Linked DNA regions of Gossypium hirsutum: region 1 is linked to region 2. The links are chromatin contacts, called in public Hi-C maps. All regions are on one chromosome and are shown on one strand. Each heading gives the region's core, a stretch centred on a gene start, on an enhancer-like site or on the middle of the called end of the contact. The rest is flanking DNA. Distances are from core to core; before and after follow the strand shown. Region 1 has its middle 7.4 kb from the start of LOC107928178. Region 2 holds the start of LOC107928217 (protein YIPF5 homolog).

Region 1 (6,672 bases), core at 4,081-6,580, 260 kb before region 2:
TAACTAGGTCTGCCATAGGTACTGGCAAAGACTTATTATATGTGCAACAGTGAAGAGGGTATAGACCAGGGCTCATAGGCTTATAATTTGTGGGATGGTAGTACCTTCTCAGTATGGGCTCGAGAGACTGTTCAACTTTTGAACCTCAAAACCACATTGGGCTAGCTTTGCCCTAATAGGATGTTGAAAGTTGAGATTATTGGCCTGTCTTTTTTCATTAACATGCCGTCTGAATAATTAAAGCAAGGATTTTTTTAACCAAATTGGTAGTCAAACTGATTAAGTTATCAGTTTAATCGATTTATTTATTTTTATTAAATAAATTATTAAAATTTTTATAAAAAATTGAAATTTAAAAAGTTTAGTTCAAGCGCTTCGTTTAATTGGCTTTTGCTTGATTCAATCGGCCCATATTAATTTGATTAAATAAATAATTAAAATTTTATAAAAATAAAATATTAAAAATCCAATCCAACTAGCCCGTTTTAAAATATTTTGATAAAATTTTATTATGCTAATAAAATAAGTACAAAAATTTAATCAAAATGTATGTAAAATAATATTTATTTTCAGTACTTATGATAAATTTCTGAAAATATAAAAACTAAATTTTAAATCTATAAAAAGTATAAGTACTTATGACAAATTTTAACATTTTATCTGGCGTAAAGTTACTGTAAACGTGTTGGTGAAACCCTATCTCCAATAGCCGCGTAAGTGAGTGTAACACAGACAACTTTCGCTCAATTGCGGCAGTCCCCGACTGCGCAGCCACTTTTATTTTATATATTATATTGCACTTTTAACTCATTACTCTTTTGATTTTATTATTATAAGATATCTGACATATTCATGGTGGATTAAAAAAAGTTTATGTAATATATATTATTAAAATTTATATAAAAATCAAATGATGTTTCGATTGTACTAGTAAAGATAAAGTTTTATATGTATCTTCGGAGATAAAGTCAGGAATTTTTTTTGGGAAGGAATTATGTTGTATATTTTTATAAAAAGTTAAAATTTAATTTCACAATTCTAGTAGTTTATATTTTTATAATTTTTAAAGGATTAAATCAAAATTTTATTATTTTTAAAAGAGTTAAAGTATAATTTTACTTTTTATTAAATTAAAATCTTTTACAACATAAAGGGCCAAAGTTAAATTTTACATTTTTAGGGAAACTCGACTACTGTCAGCCCCTTTGTGCATGTTGTTCTAAATTCAAATCTCATTATAGACAATTTTCAATTGATTTAAAAAAGATAAAAGCACTTTCAGAATGATGTTACTTTGTATATATAAATGTATTTTAGTAAATTTTCAATTGAATCAATATTTAGTTGATTTGTGACACCAACTCAGTTACATGCTTAAATATATCTATAGATTATTATTGATACAATGCTTACTTTTACCCATAACCTCTAACCTTTAAACTGAAGGAAAAGTATGTTTAAATACACTTAAACTCACGTCCTACTAGTTGTTGCAATAGTAATAGTGTCAACTGAGTCAAGGCTCAATCGATTATTATTATTATTATTATTATTATTATTGTTATTGTCATTATTATTATTCTTTAATATTGTAATTTTGGTTAGTAGAAATTGGTTGCTCCATAAGTTACTTCTTAAATGTTAAATCAGAAATATCATTTTTTTTTGCTTCATTCGATCTGTTCTGTTGTAAAAAACAAACAGAACAACGTTCAAAAGTTTAACATTACAACATTCCAAAAGAAAACACATTCAATCACTAACAGACTTACGTTTACATCAAAGCAATAGCTCACCACCAAGCTTTAAACATTTCCTCACGATTTATACCTACAACCGCCAAGGAAGATGCCATTTCATTTCCATTCTTTTCTTCCGTCGAAAAAACAACATTTCTTACCTTCTCAATGTCTCTTTCAATATTTGTGAAAGTTTCTTGAAGAGACCATGGTCTCATCGACTTATTTGCACACCAATAAAACACCACTAATGAACCAAGTTCTATAAATAGAGAATCATTTAGCTTCCATTTCATAGCTAAAAATACATCCAATGCTACCATCATCGCACCAATCGCTGCCAAATCAGTATCATTTGCTGTTACTGAACCTGAAAATAAAGCTATTGCGACTCCTTCATTATCTCTCAAGACACCTCCACAACCTACTCTATCCTCGTTTGCAATCCCACAAACATTGAACTTTAAGCATCCATGCGGAGGAGGGTGCCATATCAATGCAGCTGGTTTGGATTTAATTGAATCAATCCTACACCTACTCGGACATATCCACCAAAAGTTCTCTTGCAACATTGTTTCATCATAAACAGATCTAATCCACAGCAGTGCCCTCATCTTTGATTGAAAAATCAAATTTTCCATAGTCATCATCCTTCTTTCAAACACCATACCATTTCTTGCTAACCATACTATCCAGCAGGCTGCCGGAATTGATATCAACCAAAAACTTTTCCTAATTTCAACCATTTTCATGTTATTACACAATGAATAGAAATCCTCAAAACCATCTACCTGATTCCAACAAACCTCCCACCAATTGAATATTTTAACCCATAAACCTTTAATAAATTTGCATTTGAAGAACAAATGGTTTGCTCTCTCCGGAACTTTTTCGCATCATGGACAACTAATCGAGGTGTTTTGAAGATTCACCCCTCTTTTGACCAAAAATTTTATGTGGGAATTCTGTCAATAGCGAGCATCCAAAGAAAGCTTCGCATTCTTGGTGGCACCTTAAGTTTCCATATTTTATTAAAAGCAAAATATATATCCTCCCCTCCATCCATTATCAATAATTCAGAACATTTTCTTACCGAAAATTCCCCATTTCTATCATGTGCCCAACAAAACTTATCCTCCACATCCGGAACTAACACTGTGCTACTCATCCTCTCCACCAATTTGCTAAGCATCACCTCCTCTATTCCTAATAACGATCTTGTAAAGAGGTCGTTTCATTATTCTCTACTAAACCTATAATTTCTCATAAAATCAGCTACCGTTCTTTCCGTTGTAAGTCTTTCAATTGAACCAACCATTCTTCCTTCAGTAAGAATCTATCAAGTTTGCTGCGCTTATTGTCTAGACCAATCCATGTGAACTTTTTCCCCAATAACGGCAAATCAACCAGCTTACATCTATCAATAAAGTCACCAAACTCCTTTGACCATTCTCTATGTCCGAACAGTTGATTCGTTCACTTTTATTTCTCACTACGTTAAAATCCCCACCTATTATCCATGCTCTACTAAATTGACTTCTCAACCCATATAGATCTTCCCACATGATTTTTTGAACTGACAGATTGTTGGGAGCATATACATTAATCAATACTGCCTCCATTCCTTCACACACCCACTTTCCTTCAATTGCAATAAACCTGTTCCCACAAAACTCCATATTGGTTATAAACATACCCTTATCCCATATTGTTATCAATCTTCCTAACCTTTCTATTGCAGCTACAGATGTAAATTCAAAACAGAGTTATTGCCTTAAATTTTTCTAACTAAATCCACTAACACCATTTCTAACTTAGTTAGTTTCTTGAAGGAAGCATACATTTGCCCTAATCTTTCTCACTAGTCAATTGACAGCTTCTATTTTAGCTACCAACCCCAACCCTCTGATATTCCAGGAGACAATTCTCATGTTTCCAATCAAACTAAATAAATAAAGGAAAATCCAATTAACCAACCACTCACCAGTATCCCGAATTCCTCTTCCCTCTGCCTTCGATAGCTCCCTATTGTTGCCCTCCAATTCTCATTATCTCTTCGATTACTATCTCCTCATTGCCTTGCACACTAAAATAAGAAATATCATATTAGAGGTATATGAATAAAAATAATTATATTAGAAAATTTTAAAATTAAAAGAATTCTTTTATAATTTTTAAAATATAAAGATATTAAGAAATTTTTTATATGAGGTCTACTTCTACTGTCGAAACCATTTTTATTTTAAAAAAACAAAAATTAGTTGTCGATTTAAAAAAATGAAAAATTGGGAGTCGCCACCAATCTTTTATTGAGGTGTGATTGGATCACCTAAAAACGGCTTTTGTCTACGAGTTTTAGAAAAACGGATCCGGGAGCCGGTTACATACGAGGAAGGATTAGCACCCTCGTTACGCCCAAAAATTGGTACCTAGTTGATTAATTAGTGTCTTAATTTCGAGAGTTAAAAAAATATGATCCTTAGTAGAAACTTTAAAAATGCGTTACTTATTTAGACTTTTCTTATTTCGGAAAAAGAAAATGTCACACCCAATGCGTTAGGGCACGACATTCTACTTCTCCAAAAATGAGTTTGTCCAAAATACTTGTGTAATAAAATTTACAAGAATATTCATTTGTTTAAGATTTATAAAGAAATCGCGGCCCAATACATTAGGGCACAATTTCTCAAAATTCTAAGCATCGAATATTTCCTTTATTATTTTTTAGAAAAATCTTTATCTTGAGAAATCAACGCGTCACATCCAATACATTAGGACACAATATGTTGAATTCCTGATGATAAGCTTTATTTTGTTTGATTAAAGAGAAATTCTCGATTGTTAGATTTTACGAAGAAAATTGGAACCCAATACATTAGGGCTCAATTTCCTTGAAAATCCTAAATACGAGTATTATCTCTATTTTGAAAATTTTCTATTTTTAAATTCGAGTAAAAAGATGATGTGATGTTATATTGAATGTATGTATAAATGTCGCAATAACAAATACAACAATTGTAGAGAAATAATATAAATAATAAAACAATGACATACGAAATATCAAGTAAATGAACAAAAATAAATAAAAAAACATCCTTTAGAATATAAATGAAAGCACAAATAAATAAACGAGTGAAAGAAATAAACAAAATTATAAAATAAAAAATAAAATGTGTATATAATATGTATGTTGAAATTATGAAGAAAAAAAACACATGGATTTACATGAAGATATAGATTATAAGATTCATAAAAAATATAATGCATTTATAAAAAGAAATATATAAACATATATTGTAATAACCCATTTTGCCCGGCCCAATAAATACCAAAAAATAAATTAAATTAAAACATCCACAATTAACAGCCTAGTTTTTATAAATATTAAAATCAAACCAAAAACCCAAAAAAATAAATAAATGTCCATTTACAGACTCAAAGCCCAATTCAGTCCTTAACCCAAATAGTAAACCTAAACCCAAATTACTAGCCCAAAATCAAGCCCAAATACCCGCAGCCCAAAACAGAGAGAATCAGCAGCAGGGAAACCTAGAACCTCTAGCGCCGCAGCAGAGCCAGGCCTCCTCCTCGCACTTGTTGCGCCTGCGCGCGTGTAGTGCCTCCGCACCAAATCCACGTGAGCCTCCACGTCCACTGCTCTGTACTCCTGCAACAAACAAAACGAACAAAGCAGCAGACAAAAACGAAAAAATAGCAAAGAGGACAGAAAAAGGATGTATTTTGATTTTTTTTTCTTCTTTTGGATCAGGCTATATAAAAAGCCATTTTTCTGTATTTGAAGGGGGAAACCCACGCATACGATCACATAATATCAATAGAAAGAATCAAAAACAAAGTTTTTTGAGTTTTGAGAAGGTGATTCACCATTTTTGTTTTTTTTTTCTTCTGCGTTTCTCTATTATTTTTCTTTGCTTCTTTCTATTTGCTATACAAAAAGAAAAAGAGAAGGATCTTACTTGTGATATCACGCCGTAGGAATCCTCGTCTACTCTGTTCCGATCGGATTGGACGGGGAATCTGGGATTTGAAACGACGAAAGATGGAGGGGAGAGCCTTAGGGCGTTTTATCTTCCATATTGCTGCGGCTAAGGCTTTGATTTAGTTTAAGAATGGCTAAAGATCAATTAGGTTTTTTAGTTTGAATAGGATTTCTGAAACGACACCGTTTGAGCCTTATCCCATGGTTCCAAAACGGTGTCGAATCGGCCTGACCCGCGCGGTGACTCAAGCCCGAGGGAAGGATCCGCGCATTTTTACTCGATGGTCTATTTGCGCAATCAGTCCTCCTTTGTTTTGTATTGTTCTAATTTGATTTTCTGCAGTTTTTCGATTCATACTGTATAGTTCACTCTGGTTTCAATTTGGTTCATTGCTAAACGGCAACGTTTTCATTACTTGAATTTGAATTCTTGAATTTTTGCATTTAATTGTTGTATCAGTCCTTATGCTTTCGATTGATTGCAAATTTAGTCTTCTAAGGGTTGTATTTTCGATTTAATCATTTTTTATTTTATTTTTATTTCCCATTAGTCATAATGTTTTGTTAAATTTCATAAATATTATTGGCTCTTATAGTGAATATATTAAAGAAAATTTCATTCAAATTTAGTTTTTTTATATATAACATAATGTAAAATTAACTTAGTATTTTTTTAATATTTTTAATTTTAATAAATTTTAAATATTAGGATTAACATTGTTTTCAAATATTTTAATTTTAATTTTAAGGTACAACACATCATTATTTAAAATTATTATTAACATGTTTAGAGTTTATTAACATTGTTTTAAAATTTATCCTTTTTATTTTTAAACTTTATATCATTATATGTTTCATTATCTATATGTAAAAATGTTTTTTTTTTTATAATAATTTGACATACTTTGAACATATTTTAGTAACTCATTTTGT
Region 2 (6,415 bases), core at 2,279-4,778:
ATTCTTTTAAATACATATATTTATGAAATATGTTCTTAGAAGAATAAAAGATATAATCTTTTATATATATATATGAAAAAAATTGAAAATTTTCCTCACAAATATCCTGTGTTTGAATTATCATTGCACCTTTCGAATTTCAAATTTTAAATATATTCGTGTTTAATACTCAATCAAATCCAAATAACATATTAGTAGAAGTCATTCATCAAAATTTGCTACCAATATATACCAACTTCATAAGTAAATCATTATAAACCCAGTATAGAAATTTGATAGAAGTAAATTTAGAGAAAATATACTAATAATATTAATGAAAAGATTAGAATTTTTAAATGGAATAAAATGTAAAATTTAAACTGAAATATAAACACAAAATAAAAAAATCTTTACTTACCAACCACAACAAATTCAATAGGAAAAGTTGAAGGAGGTGTCTTGAAGGAAAACTCACCACACTTATAATACATTGTTGAAGGCTCCAATGGTCCAATCTTAACATGATGTATTTTTTCTGAACTGTAAAAGAAGTATCGATATCGAGTACTATCTCCCTCAATAATGTCATTGTATTTTCCTGAAATCTTCCCATATTTCATTATCAATGGCACGTCTTTATCTTCTGTTATTCAAGTCACCCTCATGTAATCTTTTCCCGCCAAAGAAATATGTACCTGGAGAAAGGAGATGAAAAATATTAATATACGAAAAAACATGAGAAAAAAATGAATAATAGACAACATCAACCTGTTGAGGGTCGGATTTGGATCGACGATGCGGAGTAATATCGATTAATTGTCGAGGAGGGTATTGAATATAAAGGATTTGTAATGTGCACGTGGTCTGAGAGATGAAGAAGATCATTGTTAAAAGGAGATGCAAGGAATGCTTAGGCCATGGTATTGCCATAATCTTTTAGTTGTTTAAGGTAGGATGTTCCTGAATTGGAGTCTACAGATTTATTATTACAAGGAATCATTGAGCTGGTTATATATGTATATATATAATACACATACATATGTATGTATATGTATAAGATTTAGATGGCGTCAAGTAAACCAGTTGGAAAATTTCTCAATATACTTGCAGCAAATGACAAGTGTAGAGCCGGTTCTTTAACTTTGATTGTTTGTATGTATATATATAATATGTTTGTATGTATTATTTCCATTAAAATTATTTTGTAAAATTGAAAAAGTTGAAAATAAGGGTTTTTTTTTTTAACTTTAATGATTGATACTAGTTCGAATCCATACTGAAAAAGTATAGGTCAATTTTTATTTTATGGAGTCGATTCTCGTGATATATATAACAAATGAAAGCACAAAGAAATTGTTTACAAAAGACAATCAAGAACTGCCCCTTGAGGATGTCAACAAGCATGGTATTTATAGGCCATCTTCAAACAGGATCATCAGCCTGAGATCATTTGCACTAGATGAGATTGTCAATCCTTTCTGCCATTCTTTACCCCAATTCCAACACCATCAATTAGGAAGGGATAAAACACAGCCTGAAGATCATTGGTTGATAATTTAACACATTATGAAAATTAAAATAAAAAATGTCAACTTTATATTACAATTAAACTATTCTGAAAGCATGTCTAGGCTGCTATTCAAATGTCCATCTAGACAGGAAGAGAAACTTCATATACAAGGGCAAATAAGGTTTTAATACACACAAACCTATTTAAATATCAAATCTTTAGTATTAGTTTAAATCCATATAAAGGTAAAAATTATTTTATTTTATTTTCCATTATTTGCGAAAAAGGTTATATTTTTATATTTTCGTTATAAAGATTATGGGATCAAATTAAATTAGTCTCTTTACTATTGAATGTATTTGAATTAGTTTCTAAAGGCTTCTCCTTTATTCTTTGTTTTTAAGCCCCCCCACCCCCCTGTCTTTCTCCATGTCTGAACTTATCTTCTTTATCTGTTTTTTACTTTCGGCCCCTTCTTTTATACCAACTGGAACCATCATTCTACTTGAATACAGCTAAAAAGAACAAATCTATGTCTAAGAATAACATAAGCACATGTAGTAGCAACCAACATGTTCAATCTGCAGTCGACCTTGTAATAACCTTTATCCCTTTCTTTCATGTATAGGCCAGCCGAAAGAGTCTTGGACAGCTATTGCCCTAATTATAATCCCCTATATATAGACCATACAGGGTTGCTCCTACAAAATATTACTCACAAAACAAGTATCACTTGCCATCATCCACCTGCTTGTTTCTCCACTAATAAGATAACCAGTTTTATAGTGTAAGTTTCTGTTCAATTAGTGATCTTTAATGCCATGCATATAATTTGTGTCAATTACAGTGGTTTCTTTTATCCTAATACCCCATTGGTTTTTTAACTGGGTTTCGGGGGACCATTACAGGCAAGTTGAAGGAAGTTTTGATAGTCATGGAAAAGCTAAACTTAGAGCTATACATAAAGAACTGTTACATACTGAAAGAGAATGAGAGGTTGAGGAAGAAAGCAAAGCTTCTCAACGAGGAGAATCAAGCCCTATTATCTGAGCTTAACCAAAAATTCTCCAACCCCACCTACTCTAAGCCAAAAAATTCAGCCATTACCATTACTGACCACCTCAACCTCAGCTTCAATTCTAACCCAAGTTCTTCCTATTATAACAATGGCGAACCCTGATTCTGCAGGATATATAGACATCAAGACCCCAGACATGGACCCAAGTTCTTCCTATTTCCATCATCTTTGTCATATAGTATTATCATTGTTCTCTCTTTAATTGGATAATGGATCCATTAATGTTGATAGTTTACAGGGGGAAAAAACAAACTTAATGGTTCAGAATCACTACGAGTTACTAGTGAGTTTCATTAAATTATCATAGAACACTATATTCTGGACTAACAACTCAACTATCTTCATGAATAGATTTGAAAATGGAGACGATACCCAAGAAGTATTAATCAGACATAATTTGAAAGTACAGCTTCTTCATCGCTCTTTCTCAGAAATCGAGCTTTCAAATTGAAAAAATATTCGCCGTTGCCATGGATAGAACCCGGGTCACCCGCGTGACAGGCGGGAATACTTACCACTATACTACAACGACCTTGTTGCTCTTGATAACAAGTATAAGCTTTTCATGAATAAATTAAGGGTTTAGGAACTTCTTTTCACTTATCAACTCAATTAACTCGAAAATTTTTCATTTAATTCAATCAAATATTCACCCCTAGAGATGAAATTATTGGGAGGGGCAGTCACGAATCTTGAATATAAACTGTAAAACGAATATGAATAATATAAAAAAATAGAATAGTAATATCTCATTTGGTACATTGACAATGTACGCTCACCCTCTAGCACTACTTATCGAGTCTAAAAACTTTACTCGTGGTGTAGCAAATATTTTTTCATATTTAATATGTTTTTATAATTAAAATTTAATAAAAATGTTTATTAAATTCCCGAAAACCCGGCAGGCCGGGCCGGGTCTAATCAGCGCCCAATAAAATCCATTAAGAAGCTTAAAACTTGGAAACACGAAAAGATTCCACGGAAAAAATATAGTAATTTCTAGATACTCACAAAACAAGTCTCTGTAGCTTTAACAAGAAATGGCGAAAGAATTCACGGTGCCGCCGGTGGTCTTCCCCTCCGGCAGCGGAGTCAACCCTTCCGTTGGAAACATCAACCAACGCCGCGTACCCACTGCTCCATTCCAACCCTCACGCCCTCCTTCCTCCTCTTCCGCTTTACCCTTCATGTCTTTCGATATGGGTTCGGCCACATCGTCGTCGGTATCCTTAGGCGGTTCAATCTCCTCCTCCGCAGCAACCGGATCCGCTTCATTCGAAGACGAAGAGCCCCTTCTCGATGAACTCGGTATCCACCCGGATCAAATCTGGTACAAAACCAGATCCATCCTCAACCCTCTCCGGGTGAACTCGACGGCCCATAAAGACTCCGACTTATCAGGCCCTATCTTTCTCTACTTATCCCTCTGCTTATTCCAACTCCTCGCTGGCAAGATCCAATTCGGCGTCATCCTTGGCTGGATCGTCGTCTCCTCGATTTTCCTCTATGTCGTTTTCAATATGTTAGCGGGTCGCAACGGCAACCTAGATCTTCATACGTGTACGAGCGTGGTTGGTTATTGTATGTTGCCGGTGGTGATCTTCTCGGCAGCATCGCTTTTTATTCCCCAGGGGACGAGCGTTGCTAGGTACGCTGTGGCTGGGGTTTTCGTTGTTTGGGCCACTAGGGCTTGCACCAATTTAATGGTGGCACTTGCTGATGGAGGTGAAGAACATCGCGGCCTTATATCGTACGCTTGTTTCTTGATCTACACTTTGTTTTCGCTTCTTGTTATATTTTAATTGAAGCACAATGTGCTTGTATCTAGGGTTAGGTTATTTTAGTGGATACTAATTGCTATGTATTCTAAAGAGGTTTTCTTTTCTTTTTTTTTTTGGTTGAATTTTGATATCTACAATGTTGAACTGGACTGAAATTTCATAGAAATTTGCCTTTTCTAGCTCAAAGTTATTACTCGGTATGTATTGAGCTCTTTTTCACTTGACATGGATATCTATATGATCTTTCAAATGTATCCTAAGTTTTTTAGAAAAAAATTATTGAGCATATTTGTGTTTGACATGAACCCGAATCCCAAGTCCGACTAATATAGAAAAATATAAACTTGTTTGAGGACTTGAATAAGGCTTTTACCTTCTTCATTATTATTCGTTTCGTGAATTTTGGATTTATCAAGCTACCCGAATCCTGAGCCTGAGTAAGATAGAAGAAGATAAACTTGTTTGAGGACATGAAATGGGAATTTACCTTCTTCATCATCACCTATTTGCATGAATATTTGATTTTATTCATGATCTAGCTATTTGGATGGTTCTGTTTTATCGAGTACAAACATGTACCCTAATCACAAATCCACTTAAGGTAGTTGTTTGAGGACTTGAAATAGGCTTTTTCCTTCTTCATTGTCATCTCTCTGCATGACTATTAGATTTAATTCATTATCAAGCTATCCAGATGGTTCTGTTTTATTGAGTAGAAACACGGACTTGAATCATGGGTCCACATAAGATAAGATAAACTTGTTTGAGGGCTTGAAATGGGATTTTACCTTCTTCATCGTCACCTATTTGCATGAATATTTGATTTCATTAATGATCAAGCTAGTCAGATGATTTTGTTTTATTGAGTACAATTATGTATCCTAATCAAGAGTCCACCTAAGATAGAAGAAGATAAACTTGTTTGAGGACTTGAAATAGGCTTTTTCCTTCTTCATTGTGATCTGTTCGCTTGACTATTAGATTTAATTCATCATCAAGCTATCCAATGGATCATTTTATTGAGTAGAAACACGTACCTGAATCGTGGGTCCGCATAAGATAGAAGATAAACTTGTTTGAGGGCTTGAAATAGGATTTTACCTTCTTCATTGTTATCTATTTGCATCAATATTAGATATAATTCATGATCAAGTTACTCTGATCATTCTGTTTTATCAAGTACTATATTGTTGGAGGTGGGTTCTGAGAGATCCTTGGTGTTAGCCCTTCTCTTCAATAAAACTATTTACTCGTCCTGGCAAAGCATATTAAGGCAATAAGGAGAAAACATCTCTTTGGGCCTGAGGAAAAATTGTTTTTCACTTTGGGTCCTTGATTCTCTTGAGAATAATGATGATTTTTATCTCTTTTTACGGTTTTACAGGCTAAATATAAATTTAGATCAGTTTTTTGGTGTGGAAGTTTAGTAGGCTTTTAAACTTGAAGCCAAGAATTGGAGGTATCATTTTATAATATAGACTCTGTGCATTAGTGCTTGTATTTACATCATGAGGCTAAATATAAATTAAGTTCAGTTTTAGGGAAATCATCACAAATTGAAGCCAAAGAAGTTTAGGTCATGTACGATGTTAAAGAAAATAAACTCTAATGCTTATGTGATTGAGTTGCCAACAGATTTGCATATCAGTCCAGTTTTTAATGTTTCTGACTTGTGTGATTGAGTTCCCTACAAATTTAGTAAGCTCTAATTCTTATGTGATTGAGTTACCTACAGATTCATTTTAGACAGCAAAGATTATTAGTTTTCTTCAGGGTTTAGGGTTAAAAATAAAATTTTATTTGCAGGAAAGTCTAGTAACTTCGCTTGCAAGAAAGTCTTTTATATATGTATGTATATATATGCTGTCCCGACTTTTTTCTAACTAGTTTTACAAACCTAATTCTCTTGATTGTTGCTGTTTTCTTCGTTAAACCTCATATATCTTGCTCGTTTCTAACATGGGATCTTGTCACGTTGCATTCATAAGTTCTGAATCTTGGAATACTTTGTATGACTCCTTTTAAGTATTGAATTCTCAGAGTACATACGCAAGACATGCAGGTTTC

The links. Hi-C and Micro-C count contacts between places; a contact is called where the count stands out from the background.
Region 1: a contact with region 2 is called in a Hi-C map of leaf, with 1.6 times the contacts expected there. The contact joins the enhancer-like site here to the promoter of LOC107928217 in region 2. A contact is called at or near these places in 2 of 34 Hi-C or Micro-C datasets (both in leaf).

The regions. Positions count from the first base shown.
Region 1 is chrD01:62,834,944-62,841,615 of Gossypium_hirsutum_v2.1, reverse strand. No RefSeq gene overlaps it. Among protein-coding and RNA genes, the nearest start is that of LOC107928178, 7.4 kb to the right of the region's middle. Within about 2 kb of position 5,330, at least 8 of the 9 cell types and tissues checked have an H3K27ac peak or open chromatin away from gene starts, as enhancers often do. A contact at or near this core is called in leaf, where this site is marked.
Region 2 is chrD01:62,577,321-62,583,735 of Gossypium_hirsutum_v2.1, reverse strand. It overlaps LOC107928217 (protein YIPF5 homolog), which reads left to right and starts at 3,528. Exons shown (of 1, transcript XM_016859404.2): 1 at 3,528-4,602. The coding sequence starts at 3,608. The coding sequence ends at 4,369.